Regions from separate parts of the Mus musculus genome. Here region 2 is linked to region 1. Evidence: chromatin contacts called from public Hi-C data. All regions are on one chromosome and are shown on one strand. Each heading gives the region's core, a stretch centred on a gene start, on an enhancer-like site or on the middle of the called end of the contact. The rest is flanking DNA. Distances are from core to core; before and after follow the strand shown.

Region 1 (6,186 bases), core at 2,654-5,153:
GCTAGAAACTTATCTTAGCAAGTTTACTATGCATATGTGTGTGTGTGTGTGTGAGAGTGTGTGTGTGTGTGTGTGTGTGTGTGTGTGTGTGTATGTATGTGTGTGTGTGTATGTGTGTGTATGTGTGTGTGTGTGTGTATGTATATGTGTGTGTGTGTGTGTGTGTATGTATCCATATTCTTTATTTCATTAGCAATACGGTTCATTGTTTAGATTTATATTGTATTCATTTATTGGGGTGGGCACATGACAAGGCACACAAGTGGAGGTGAGTAGATGACTTGTAGGAATCTGTTTTCTCTTTCCATGCTGTGGGTCCTGAGGATTTAACTCAGGCCACTGGGCTTACTGGCAAGTGTGTTTGCTCTCTGAGCCATCTCACCATTCCTGAGATTTTTTTTTTAATTACCAAAAAGCACAAAGATGGTTTAACATACTCTGTGTTACCATTAGCCAGAACTGACCTTGTCAATAATCCCATGTTTGTTTTATTGCCTTATAACATCTGACCTAGTGTATTATGTAATGTGACCAATTGCCATGGTCAGTTCTCATAACCTCTGCCCCTTTTCTCCATGACTGTCATGGAGCCAATGTCCTTGCTCACATGTACTGACTTGATGGCCACCTGAAGCATTCTTCTGTCCAGAAAGAAGAAAACTCCTTGAGTTGAAACAGAGTAGAAGCAGAATTCACAGATCTGATTCCGAGTCCAGTCTAGAATACATAGATACATATACATGCACCAGTATCAGTCTTGTTTAAGATATCTGGAAAACAGACCCAGCCAATGTCAAGGATTCACACTGTGTAGGTTATGTGTCAGTGTTGGTCAAGGAGAGGGAAGATGAGACAAGGAAAAGAACACATGGAAAGGTCACATATAAACCTGATAATGTAGGTGGCTGGCGTTTAACTCTTCTGAGAACTTGGTTACCCATGACAAATGAAGCCCTGACATTTCTGGACATAGATAAAGCCAACTCTCAAAGTCAGAATGGGGTTCTTAAGAAAGAGGCAGGGGCTTGCAAGCAGGAGTTGGGCAGTTATGTACTGAAGTAGTAAAGGCAAGGAAATGTGATAAGTCTTTCAACAATACCCATTGGAACCACCTGCGAAAAGTTCCTTTCCTGGAGTTGTACTTCTGTAGTAAATATAGAAGAGAGAAGGCAGAGCGCCACCCGTACTAACTGTGCTATGTGCCAGGCCGTGGGATCTCATCCCATCCTTGGAAGATGCTAAGAGGAACTGGGCTGTTATCTCCGTCCCCTTTGTCCAGGTGAGCATATGCAGATGTTCAGCCTTTATCTCTGGTATACACTAACAGCAGAACTCTGATAAACCTGCCCAGACTCTGGGTTTCAGAGCATGGCTTCAGTGAGTTACACAAAAGAACATCTAAGAGGAAAGAGCTACAATGGCAAAGAATGCTTGTGCTTAGCCAGCTTTTGGAGGGCAGAATATAATGAGTTCTGGGAGACTTTTAATTAAACGTTGAAAGTACAAGAGGTTGAAAGCAAGCTGCTTCAACGGGAAAGCTAATATTTACAGATACAAATGTAAAAGTCTGGAAACCCAGGTCTCTTATTAGGTGTAATATAATTACTGAACTTCTGTTTCCTAGCAATAAGGAAATATGTTAATTCTCTGTCCACTGGTGGCATTTAGGCAGGTCTTGGGTTTGGTCATGGGCTGGAGCCTTTGACAGGAGACAGGCCTTTGTTTTCATGGCTGCTGGAGTTATTTGGAATCACTCTGAAAGGAAAGCCGCTGCTTGTACTTAAAGGATTCGGGTGACTTGGATGAACCATTCGAGCAATAAATGTCAGAAGGGGCAATGTTCTTCAAGCGACCTTGAGTCACCCACAAAAACCAAAGTTGTCACACAGCTTTGCTGTCAGCCCATTAAGGGGCTTTGAGCAAGTCCACAGAACTCTCTGGACTCAATGGGAGTTTATTTATTTATTTTTGGTTAGGTCCTATTAGGATCTGTTAATTGCTTACAGCAATTCTCGGGTGAACAAATGGACAGGAGGAAAGCCTTTGCCAAAAGACCTTTGCATGAGCTCACACTGTCTGCTGTAAGCTGCAGCCCACATCTGTCATTTGCCCATGCTACCTCTGCTGAGTCTGGTGGTTCCCTATGGTTCCCAGCATCTCCTAAATGATTAGCATCAAGTCTCTAAAACCATCAAAACCCACCTTAGGGACACCATAAACCTAGAAGGAAGGACAAACAAAAAGTGTCTTGTTGATCCATGCTAATCATAAGTGATTTAATAGATTTTAGTAGTTTACTAACAGAGAAGTCTACTTATCACTCTTGCAAATTTCCACAACTCCACAGTATTCAGCAAGCGCCTATCCACACAGTGAGTATTCAGCAAGCGCCTATCCACACAGTGACTCAGAAGCCTGAGGGCCTTATACCTTCAGCTTGCCATTTGCTGGCTCCTCAGGAATTCCCTTATGCTTAACAGGTAGGGAAAGAGAGAAAATGGGGGATCGGGTGACAAGGGAAATTAGACCAAGAAAGCATGCATATAATTTCTGTCCCTGAATCACTGGCCAAAACTGAACTACCACACTAAACACCATGAGCTTAGTGACTTCAATATCTAGTATGTAGATTTTGCTGAAATCACGGCTAATTAACTCTGACTTAACTGTTTGAGAGCTGAAATAGGGTCACAAAACGTTGACATCCTGAAATGAGCTATGTCTTAAAAAGGTGAGATTTGGTGGCAATGAATATAAACCCGTGACCTTAGGTGAGGGGGAGCCTTTTTCAGGTGCATGGGATGAAGAGATGTCTTAAGAGCCCTGTGATTTGGGGTTTCCTTAGGTAGTGTGCTTATGGGCTCTCATATCAGCATAGTTTGCTAATCCTGAGGCAATAGTGAGTTCGACTAGGCCTCACCCACCACTCAGGAGTTCTGAGCTTGTGTACAGGTCACCAATGACTGACTCAAATGTGAACCTTACCATATAGCAGTATAACATTCAAAAGTCGGTTGCCTCTTTCCACAGGGAGGCACTACTTGTATCAGTCTTCCCAGGAAGCTGCCAAGGAATTAATGAGATAATCTCTGTGTGTTAGTCAGCTTTGCACTGCTATAACAGAATACCACAGACCAGAGCATCTATTAAAAAAATAGAACTGTACTCCCTCACAGTTCTAGCAACTGGGAAATCCAAGATCAAGAGGCTGGCCAAGGGCAAGGGCCTTCTGCTGCATCTTCCATGACTGAAAAGAGCAAGAGAGGATGAGAGGATGATGAGGTAGGAAAGAAAGCAGACAGAGGGAAGGGAGAGAGAGGAGGGAGGAAGTGAAGCTTTCTGAAGAGAAACGCCTCCTAACACTGTTATAGTGGGATTGAGTCTCCAGTATGTTTCTTAAGGATCCACTCAAAACATAACATTGTGCAAACCAGCTTAGCCCAGTCCTGGCTCCTAGTCAGGATTGTTAATATTTTAGAGAGTTCAGGCGTTGGAGCCATTTTCTTCTTTTCTCCTCATAAAAGAAATGCACACTTCCTGGAAGGGGGCGTATAGTCAAATAGCAGTTCCTCAGTGCCTCCTGGGGTGCACCTCGGAGTTAAATACATTGTAAGGACCCTGTCTGTTTTGTTCAGGAGTCCCTGAAAACAGCTTCAGAGATCAGATCGGGACTTAAGTAGTTTATCAGGTGACTGATGACCAGAAAGAAAGGAACAGGCAGCAGAGGGGCTTAGACAGAGAGAAGCTCCAACCAAGGCTGCCATATTGAACAAGTTATTGCTTGGAGCAGATGGGACTCTGGCTAGCACTGGGCAGAATGCCCTGCTTAGTCCTGTCTCTACCACCCACCCCCACTCCCACCCCCGCTGCTGCCTGGCTGAAAACCAACTCCTTGCGATTTAAGGACTAAGCAGCTTTGCTAGGAGAGAATGGGCTGAAAGCCACGGCCGGTGCTGGCAGGGAGACTCCGCTCTGGACTATGAGAAATATTCCTCTAGTTACAGTCGGACAGGTGTTCCGGGTGTGCAGCCGCACAGGGTGAACCAGCCTGACACACCTTTTCATGAAAATCAGTCTGATAGAATTCTCGGTGTGAGCCATGTGCTGGGAATGCTGAAGTTTCTTGGCCCAGACCCATACCCTTTGCACTGAAGTCGCCACTTTTGCAGTCATTAAGTGTGAACATTCAACGAGTCCATAAAGAAAATGACAGACAAAATGACAAAATTTCGTTATGGACAGTCATATCTGTCAATCGTTCACTGGACCATACACTGGACATTTGGGGCAAAAAGAAGGAACACTTCCTGCTGTAGATTCTCTGATGTGACACCACACATGCCACTCTACTAGCTGAAGGTCCAATCCCTGGCCAAACAGTGGCTACTCATTAGGCATCCCAGGTGCCCTCTAACTTGAAACCTTTGGGAAAGGTGCATCAGGTAGAAAATAAAAAAAAATATCATTTAAAAAAATGGCAGCTGTAATTTATACAACTATTGTTCGATGAGAGTTCCCAACTTTTTCCCAAGGAACAAAGCAATGGGCTTCAAATTACGGTCTTTGGGGAGAAAGGCAGAGAGTGTATTATTTGAGAAGATCATCTTGAGAGGCCATTGTTGATATGAGGTGAGAGCATCATGTCTCAAAGAGCATGGGTCTGACCATATCACATCCTTCCCTTCTGCCCACAAGAAGTTATATGAGGATACTGAAGAGGCCTGGATGGTGATCCCTTCCACCTACCAGACCAGGACTTCCTTCCACCATTCCAGCTTGGCTGATTGGCAACACCCAGGCTCAAGACTGCTTTTCACATAGGATGGGATGTTCTCTGGCCTGTTACACATTCTGCCTATCCTGCCCCTTCAGCAACGTGATTCCCATTCTTGCCCTCTCTTTCCTATCCTGATCATGATATTATGTGGTATGTTCTATAAGAAAGAGAAGCTGGCAGAGGGAACAGAAAAAGGAGTCTCTCCCCACTTGAGACATTCTTCAGCACACAGTTGTAATTCTTTAACCTATGGTAAATTCCCAAGGACTGACCACTTTCACTAGACTTTGCTGTTCTATAGAGTGCTTAGGTGCAGACCTAAAGAAAGCAAGTGTCCTTATGGTCCTCACAGCCTCATGAGCAATGGCTTAATAATAAAGCAATGGTGTCTTGTTTCAAACTCTTTAAAAGATGCCCATTGGAGGGACTCCCTTGAGGTTCTACTAGCATTTCATGTTTTACCCCAGTGGTGAATAGGTGAGTACGTTTAGTTAGATAAAAGCAATCAAGCCTAAGACTTATGACTTAGGCCTTCTCTGGTATACATGCTATATTTTAAAGGTGTTTCCTAAAACCTTAAATGAAATACATATGATCTGCCCCCCACCCAATGTTTCTTGACAAGCAGAGATTATGGTAGGATCCCAGCACTGAGTCACCTCTTAGGCTAGGGACCTTGCTCATCGCACATCCTACATAACCATAAATGGCCATCCTCACCTTACCCAACAGTGGGGGAGATGGGCTTTCTGCCTCATGCTTGGCACCTACAAGCAGAGCCAGCTCTTTATTTCTATTGCTAGTTATGGCTCTGCTGTGTAACACAGTGAAGAGGTGGCTGGAGCAAATCAACTGCAGCTGAAGCTGGAAAGCTCAGGTACTTGAACTTAATCTGCTGCTCTTTGCCACAACAAAGAACAGTTTGGTAGCAGCTCCCTGTGGCAGAGACAATTTGGTGTTGGCTATAAATACATGTAGGTGTGGAGTGTCTCAAGGTCATCAGCGAGATGACTTTTGAGCGGCTAATAAATGACAATCCCTCAGCCACTAGTTTTGTAGCTTCTATCTCTCTATAATGGTATTTTCTTCCTTCTCTCCAGCACAGCTGTCTTGGGAGTGGACAACACGATTCTTGTCACACAACTGGCATTGGTTCCTAGACTGTGAAAAAGCAATCAAATTTGTTTCTGTTTTATCTCACAGTAGTACTTGAATGGGCTTCCTACCCCAAATGAGTGAAAGGTGGATGTGTTTCTTTGCAGTCTTCCTCTTTCCTTGCTTGTTTTTCTAGCCTGTCTCAAGCTGTCCACATATTGTAAGACAAGATTCTCTCTGTGGCTCTTTTGAGATGTCCAAGGCCATAGCTCATTATAGCACAGGAACTTAAGTAAAAAAAAAAAAAAAAAAAA
Region 2 (6,186 bases), core at 2,196-4,695, 130 kb after region 1:
TCCCAGGGGATGCTGAGGATGCTGGTCTGCAAACTTCACGTGGAAGATTATTAACCTAGGCTGTTTCTTCCAAGCCTTGGACGTTTGTTCATTTTGTACTTAGGGATAAGCAGTCATTGCACACCGATCCTAGAAAGGTTACGGAAGTGTGTTCCTCTTTGCAGTGACAGTAGATCAAAGAAAGTAAAGTGGCACCTGAAATGCACTGTATTCTAGTGGGGACAGGAGTGTCACAGTGATCCAGCCTGGGAATAGGCTCACCTTGTGTCAAAGGCAAGAAAACGTTCAGTCCTTAGTGGGGGCACTTGCGCTCCTTCAGTATTCATGGCAGGTGGTTTCCAAATCCTCAGATGGTCAACTCCCTTCTTACTGGAGTAGTGGAGGACTGTCAAGTTCCAACCATATCTAGATGACGCACAATTTCAGTGCATGGAAGGATCTGTCAGAGTAGACTCCTCAGAGGGAGATGATGAAGGAAAAGCTTGTTCATGTTTAGTGAGAATACAGGTTCACTTTGGCTTTCCACCCATGATTAGTTGTGTCAGTGACTGAAGAGCACACACAGGGCCCACTGACCAACAGTTGGTACTTCACACTTACACAAAGCAAAATGGCTCTACCTTTCCCCAGAAAAGTTTCTTTTGTTGTCAATAACAAAGGTAGTTATTGCACCCCAGAAATATTAAATACAGCCATCAACTTGTACCCTCCAATAAGGAAACACATAGAATTTTTGAGGACACACACATCCTTCTAGAGAGAAAAAAAACAAAGTAGCTGGCAGGACAGAAGAGAGTAGAGTGAGACTTTACAAAAAGCTAGGAAGGAAAGAAAACGTTTGATGGGATAAAGATACTGTTTTGACTGGGCCCTGGGTTACAGGAAGCTGGCTGTGTAGCTAAGTCAGTATGGGTTAAATGTGCCTATTCTCTCTTTAACCACGTCTAGGATTCTACCAGGTAACCACAGTTAGCTTCCCTCTAGAAATCAAGAGACAAAAATGCAGGGACTCAGAGCATCCCACCAGTGGCCACACAGATATTTAGGAATGGAGTCCAGGTCAGTCTGAGCTTACCACTGGGTCGTCTTCTTACCTGTTGCAACTCTGCAACCACTTACAACAGGTTTTTGTCAAAACTGGCTCTGCCTCTGGGGTACACAGCTATCCAGGGAGAAGGAATGCAGATGAAGGGCCTCCCTTCCAAGAATGCTCCCTGTTCCCATCCCAGTCCAGTTTTAGGAGCAAAGTAGTTGACAAGAAATCATGCCATGCCCCATGCCTATCTCTGAGTGCAGCTCCATGTACTTAAAGCCATCCTAGTTGCTGGACTCATGGCATGCCTGGAGCAAAGTTTGTATCTCCTTTGAGAGCTGTGTTTGTCTTCTGAGAGCCTGTGGCCAACTCTGAAGTTCCATTCTTTCACAGGATGGAGGGTGGTGGTGATACAGGACCACCCTCTTGCAGCTTAGCAGGATTTCCTAGCCTGGGACTCTATACCATCTTTTCTTTCCCTAATCCCTTTACAGAGAGGTGATAGTGTATGCTCAGAGCTTGCTCTCAGATTAACTTGGGCTAAACGGAGATGTTCAAGGAGATGCTGTTTAGACTTTGGTGAAAAATGATTCTAGAAAGAAATCCACATTGTGCAATAAGTCATAGCTTGGAGGGGGATCAAGTTCAAACCAGGAAAAAAACGTTAAGCAGAAAAGAGAAAGGAGCCAATATGGCAGCAACAGGCCAGGTGAGTCACTAAATTTTAGACAGTCATGAGGTTGCATGAGGGAACCCACAAAGGTGTTAGAGTCCTTTGTCAACAGTAAATAGACAGACTCAGACTCTGCTACACTAAAGCAAAGACAGAAAGATGTTTCAGAAAGAGCCAACAAGTGAAGACTCAGCAAGGGGAGGACCGTGGCGGCGTTCTTGGTCATGAGATAGCAGCCTGAGGTTGGTCAGAAGGTTTTGCTTGCACAAGGATATCAGATGTCAAGAGTAGGACACCCAGGAAGCCATGAAAGCAGTAATGGGGCCTCCTGGGCTGTGGGGGAGAGAGACTGCCCACTCTAAGTACTGTAAACACTGAGCTAGGCTCTTCCTCAGCTAAGCTGCTTGCCAAAGGCTGGGAAGGAAACTAGGGAGTGCACAGCCCGGCTCTGGCCATTTGTGGGCTTAGAAACCACTGAGTAACCCACAACATTCCACCTTCTCCATATAGGTTCCACAGCCAGGCATTCAACCTTGGATCAAACCGATCCAACTCTTTCTATTGTGGTTGTTTTGGGTTTGGGGGTGGAGGGTTGTTTGTTTAGTTGGTTGGTTGGTTGGTTTGGTTTGGTTTTTCAAAACAGGGTCTCTGTGTGCAGCCCTGGCTGTCCTGGAATTCACTGTATAGATCAAGCTGGCCTTGAATTCACAGATCTGCCTGTCTCTGAATGAGTGCTGGGATTAAAAGCATGCACCACTATGCTTAGGAGATCCAACTTTTTTTTTTTTTAATTTGGATCAGTATGGAGCAGATACAGAGAGTCTTCCTTATTGGTATGCCCTGGACAATACAGGTTTTTACATGGCATTTACATTGTGTTAGGGATTGTTAGCAATCTAGAGATGATTGACAGAACATGGGAAAATGTATCTGTTATATGCAAACACTGCAGTATTTTATATGAAATTTGAACACTGCTTGGGTTTGAGTATGACTAACCCCACTGATCTCAAAGGCTGACTGCATTCATAGACAGTTGGATGAAGCCAGTGGGGACTTGGTGCAGAGAAAAGGAATCAAGTGATAGATTCCGCCCTGGTACCCATGCAGGGCTGTGTGGAGGGATGGACCAAAGGGGCCTGAAGGAAAGGGCTCATTTAGGAACAAGCAGAGAATACCTGAGCCACTGGATCTAAATGAGAATGACAGGACCTGTTGTTCCTGGGGAGCCCAGGGTGTCCAGCTGTGGTGAATTATTCTCCGCTCTGGATGAAGCTTAGGAAAATTCTCCCTGGCCCTCATCATAGCCGCTAGCAGTGCAGAAGCAAGAGGACCTCGTGACTAGTGATTCTAAGAGGCCAGTGCAGTATTGCCAGGCTGGAGTGTATTAGGCATAAAGGAGGGTGGAAAGGAAGGAGATGTGGAAGCAAGAGTGAAACTGGACATATGGCCAAGCCTCATAAGCAACCATTACTACCAGTCCATAGATCTTGGAAGGGAAGCACAGCAACTCAAGGCGATTCCGGGAGCTCATTTTTGGCTTGCTGTCTTCCCGCCATCCCCATCTATTGAGATTCCAGTGCTGGGGCTTCCGCACCAGCCAAGGTTTTTAGTGCTGAGGTACCATCTCAGGGTCTCCTCAGTACCCCATGAGAACCTCAACGGTGAGCATGCCTCTATCTGTAGCACCTCCAAGGCCACACTGCCTCTGTGTGGCCAAGCATGGAAGTGCAGCCACTGGTGCTGCTGAGAAAGAAAGAAAGAAGGCTGGCAGTGGAAACTGGAAGTCTCTGCCCTGATGCCCGAAGGGAACTGGCTGCTTCCCAACCGCTGGCAGCTTACTTTCTGGGCCACGGTGGAATTCCGGAAAGCTAAACACACCAACCAGCCTCTCGTGTACATTCATCTTGTGTTCTTGAAAACCACCTTCCCGTTTAACCAACAGGGTGACTTGAGATTTGGGGGAAATGGGCTGCATTATTTTCTAGTCTGTCTCAAGTCTTCTCTCATGACGTGCTACCCAGAGTTTGAAGGTCGAGGGTTTGGAGTGTGCTTCAGGACAGTGACTACTCCCTGGATCTACTAACCTCTCGCAAATTGGCGGCTATGAGATTGAAGTTATTCAAAAGCACTATAACAGCCATGGTGTTTGCACACAACTCTAGATCACACACATCTCTTCTAAAATCAGTGTCTGCAGACACCAAGGGAGCTGACCACAGCTGCCATTAGAAAGAAAATGGCTGTCCGCCGCTGTCCAGGATGTTTTTGACTCGCTACTCCACCCTCCTGGTTATCAACTAGACATCCTCTTGATAGATTTGGGTTACAGACTCCTAAATCTTCTGTAAGGACATTGGCTAATGAGAGTCATGTAGTCCCTGCTGATCTTGCAAGTGAGGATGCTGAGCAGAGAGCAGGAGCAGCCAGGCTCTGAGTGGAGGGATAGTGAGAGGGACTGAACCCAGCCCCTGGGTCCTTCTGAAGTCCCCGTGCTTAGGACCTCAGGAGCCACAGGCATGTGTTTCCCAAGGAAAGATCCCATCTCACCTGTCTTGTCTTTGCTCCCATGCAGCGCCTCCACCTCAGTGAAGATGTGGCAGGAGCCACATTCATGGCAGCAGGCAGCTCGGCCCCAGAGCTGTTCACGTCGGTCATAGGTAGGTGATGCTAAGAGAATGTCTCAGCCCTTACCTATATAAGAAAAAGGGGTTCTAGGGAAGAAGGTCCTCAAATTTGAGTTGTCTCCCACTTATAAAAAATTAACTTCATAGATCCCAAGCAGAACCTTCCACTCTGCTGTGGCCATTCACTGGTTTAACTGTGTGCGAACTTTTCCTAGACCCAGGGACGTTGCTACTAAGGAAAAGTCTAACCTCTGGGTTCAAAAACTCCCTCCAAAACTTGCCTATTTCCTCTGGATCCTCAGTATAGTCTAGAACTAGGAGATGTCCTTCGAATGTCCTTGGGATGCAGCTGGACCACTACAGCCAGATTGGTGTTGGTTTGTGTTTCAGGAGTCTTCATCACAAAGGGTGATGTGGGAGTTGGCACCATCGTGGGCTCTGCCGTGTTCAACATCCTGTGCATCATTGGCGTCTGCGGGCTCTTTGCAGGGCAGGTAGGACTGGCAACTCCTTTGCGATGGTTCTACTTGATATCGAGAAGATGGAAGTATGGAGCCGAGGCAGGGACCATCATGTTGGAATTCACCCACACTGGCGCCTTGGGCAGTGTGATTGGAGGTCTCCATCCTGAAGCCACTGTTACTTGGTTTCCAGGTTGATGGATTATTGAACCCCAGTTCCACATAGGAAATTAGCAAGCCTAACAATGTTAACTGTGAGCTTGAAAGTGCTCCCCCACACACCTCCTTTTGAGAGCTACTGATCCACACTAGAATGTGCGGTGCCTCAGAGGAAATGAGATAAATGAGAAAGGCAGAAAAGAAAAGAAGAAAAAAAAATTTTCTACTTAAAGAATTCATCGTTGTCACAGTTCAGGGTGTTGCCTTTCTTCCTGCAGGCTAGAGCTTTTGTAGTCTAGAGGAGCCTTGAATACCCAAGTCAACCTCAGGAGTCCATTCTAATGCCAGGGAGCATCCTGGCAGAGCCACTGTCCTTTCTGAATGCTGTTATCTCTCTAATAGTCTCAGGGATTTGTTCAGAAGTCGCCAGAGTGTGAGACTATTGGGCAGCCAAGGTTAGAGCCTGAAGCCAAGGTTAGAGTGGGACATACAGCTTCCCTGTGGCTCTCAGAGCCTAGTTTCCTCAGAGAAGTAGTCACTAGATATGAGATCCTCAGTTCTCTGACAAAACACCCAAGACTCAGTATCTTCTAGAAAAACCTATTTCTACTATTCTAGCTGTGACTCTATTTAAAATACTGAGGGAGCCGAAATCCGCTTCACCTGATCAGGAACCTCAGTGTGGTCTGTTTTGTGCCCTGGGGAAAGTGTCTGCTTGGTGTAAAGTCCAATCCTGGTGAGCTTTTCTCTCAAGTGTGTCAGGCCTGTGTGTCTCTCAGAAGCTGCTGGGCATGCCATGAGGTCAGTCTCTTGAATGTATACTCAAGAGTTCCCATAAAATTCATTGCTGGTCTCCATGGCCCATTGTAACTGTCCCCATTCACATGCCGACTGATCTACCCTCTCTGCCTGCTGCGTTTGTTCCTTCCGAGCAACAGGCAGAAGGACACCTGGATCTTACCGAGCACCAGCTCCAGGGCTCCCCGGTGGACAGGCTAGCTCTGATAAGAGAGTCCTGGATTTGCTCATGATGACTGAGGTCTGGCTCACTCACTAGGCTAAATATTTTCTGCTTTCCCCAGGACCCATAGTGTTAAGGTGACTGGGTCTACACTGTAGTGTTCCTGACTTCTCCTACATAGGTAGTTAGTGCCAAAAGAATGAGCCACGTGCCTGCCTTTACTGCCATTGCCCTCGCCTGGCTCTATCCTGCCTGACCAGCTCATCGTTGCC

What was found. A called contact is a pair of places that touch in the nucleus more often than the background predicts.
Region 2: a contact with region 1 is called in a Hi-C map of cerebral cortex, with 2.5 times the contacts expected there. The contact joins two enhancer-like sites. A contact is called at or near these places in 6 of 484 Hi-C or Micro-C datasets (adipose-derived mesenchymal stem cells, brown adipocytes, cerebellar granule neurons and 3 more).

Annotation. Positions count from the first base shown.
Region 1 is chr2:145,379,703-145,385,888 of GRCm38.p6, forward strand. All of the region lies in intron 2 of Slc24a3 (solute carrier family 24 (sodium/potassium/calcium exchanger), member 3), which reads left to right. Among named protein-coding and RNA genes, the nearest start is that of Gm52528, 21 kb to the left of the region's middle. Within about 2 kb of position 3,904, at least 28 of the 459 cell types and tissues checked have an H3K27ac peak or open chromatin away from gene starts, as enhancers often do. A contact at or near this core is called in cerebral cortex, where this site is marked.
Region 2 is chr2:145,514,121-145,520,306 of GRCm38.p6, forward strand. Slc24a3 (solute carrier family 24 (sodium/potassium/calcium exchanger), member 3) reads left to right here. Exons shown (of 17, transcript NM_001356497.1): 5 at 4,282-4,366; 6 at 4,724-4,827. Among named protein-coding and RNA genes, the nearest start is that of Gm14092, 38 kb to the right of the region's middle. Within about 2 kb of position 3,446, at least 60 of the 459 cell types and tissues checked have an H3K27ac peak or open chromatin away from gene starts, as enhancers often do. A contact at or near this core is called in cerebral cortex, where this site is marked.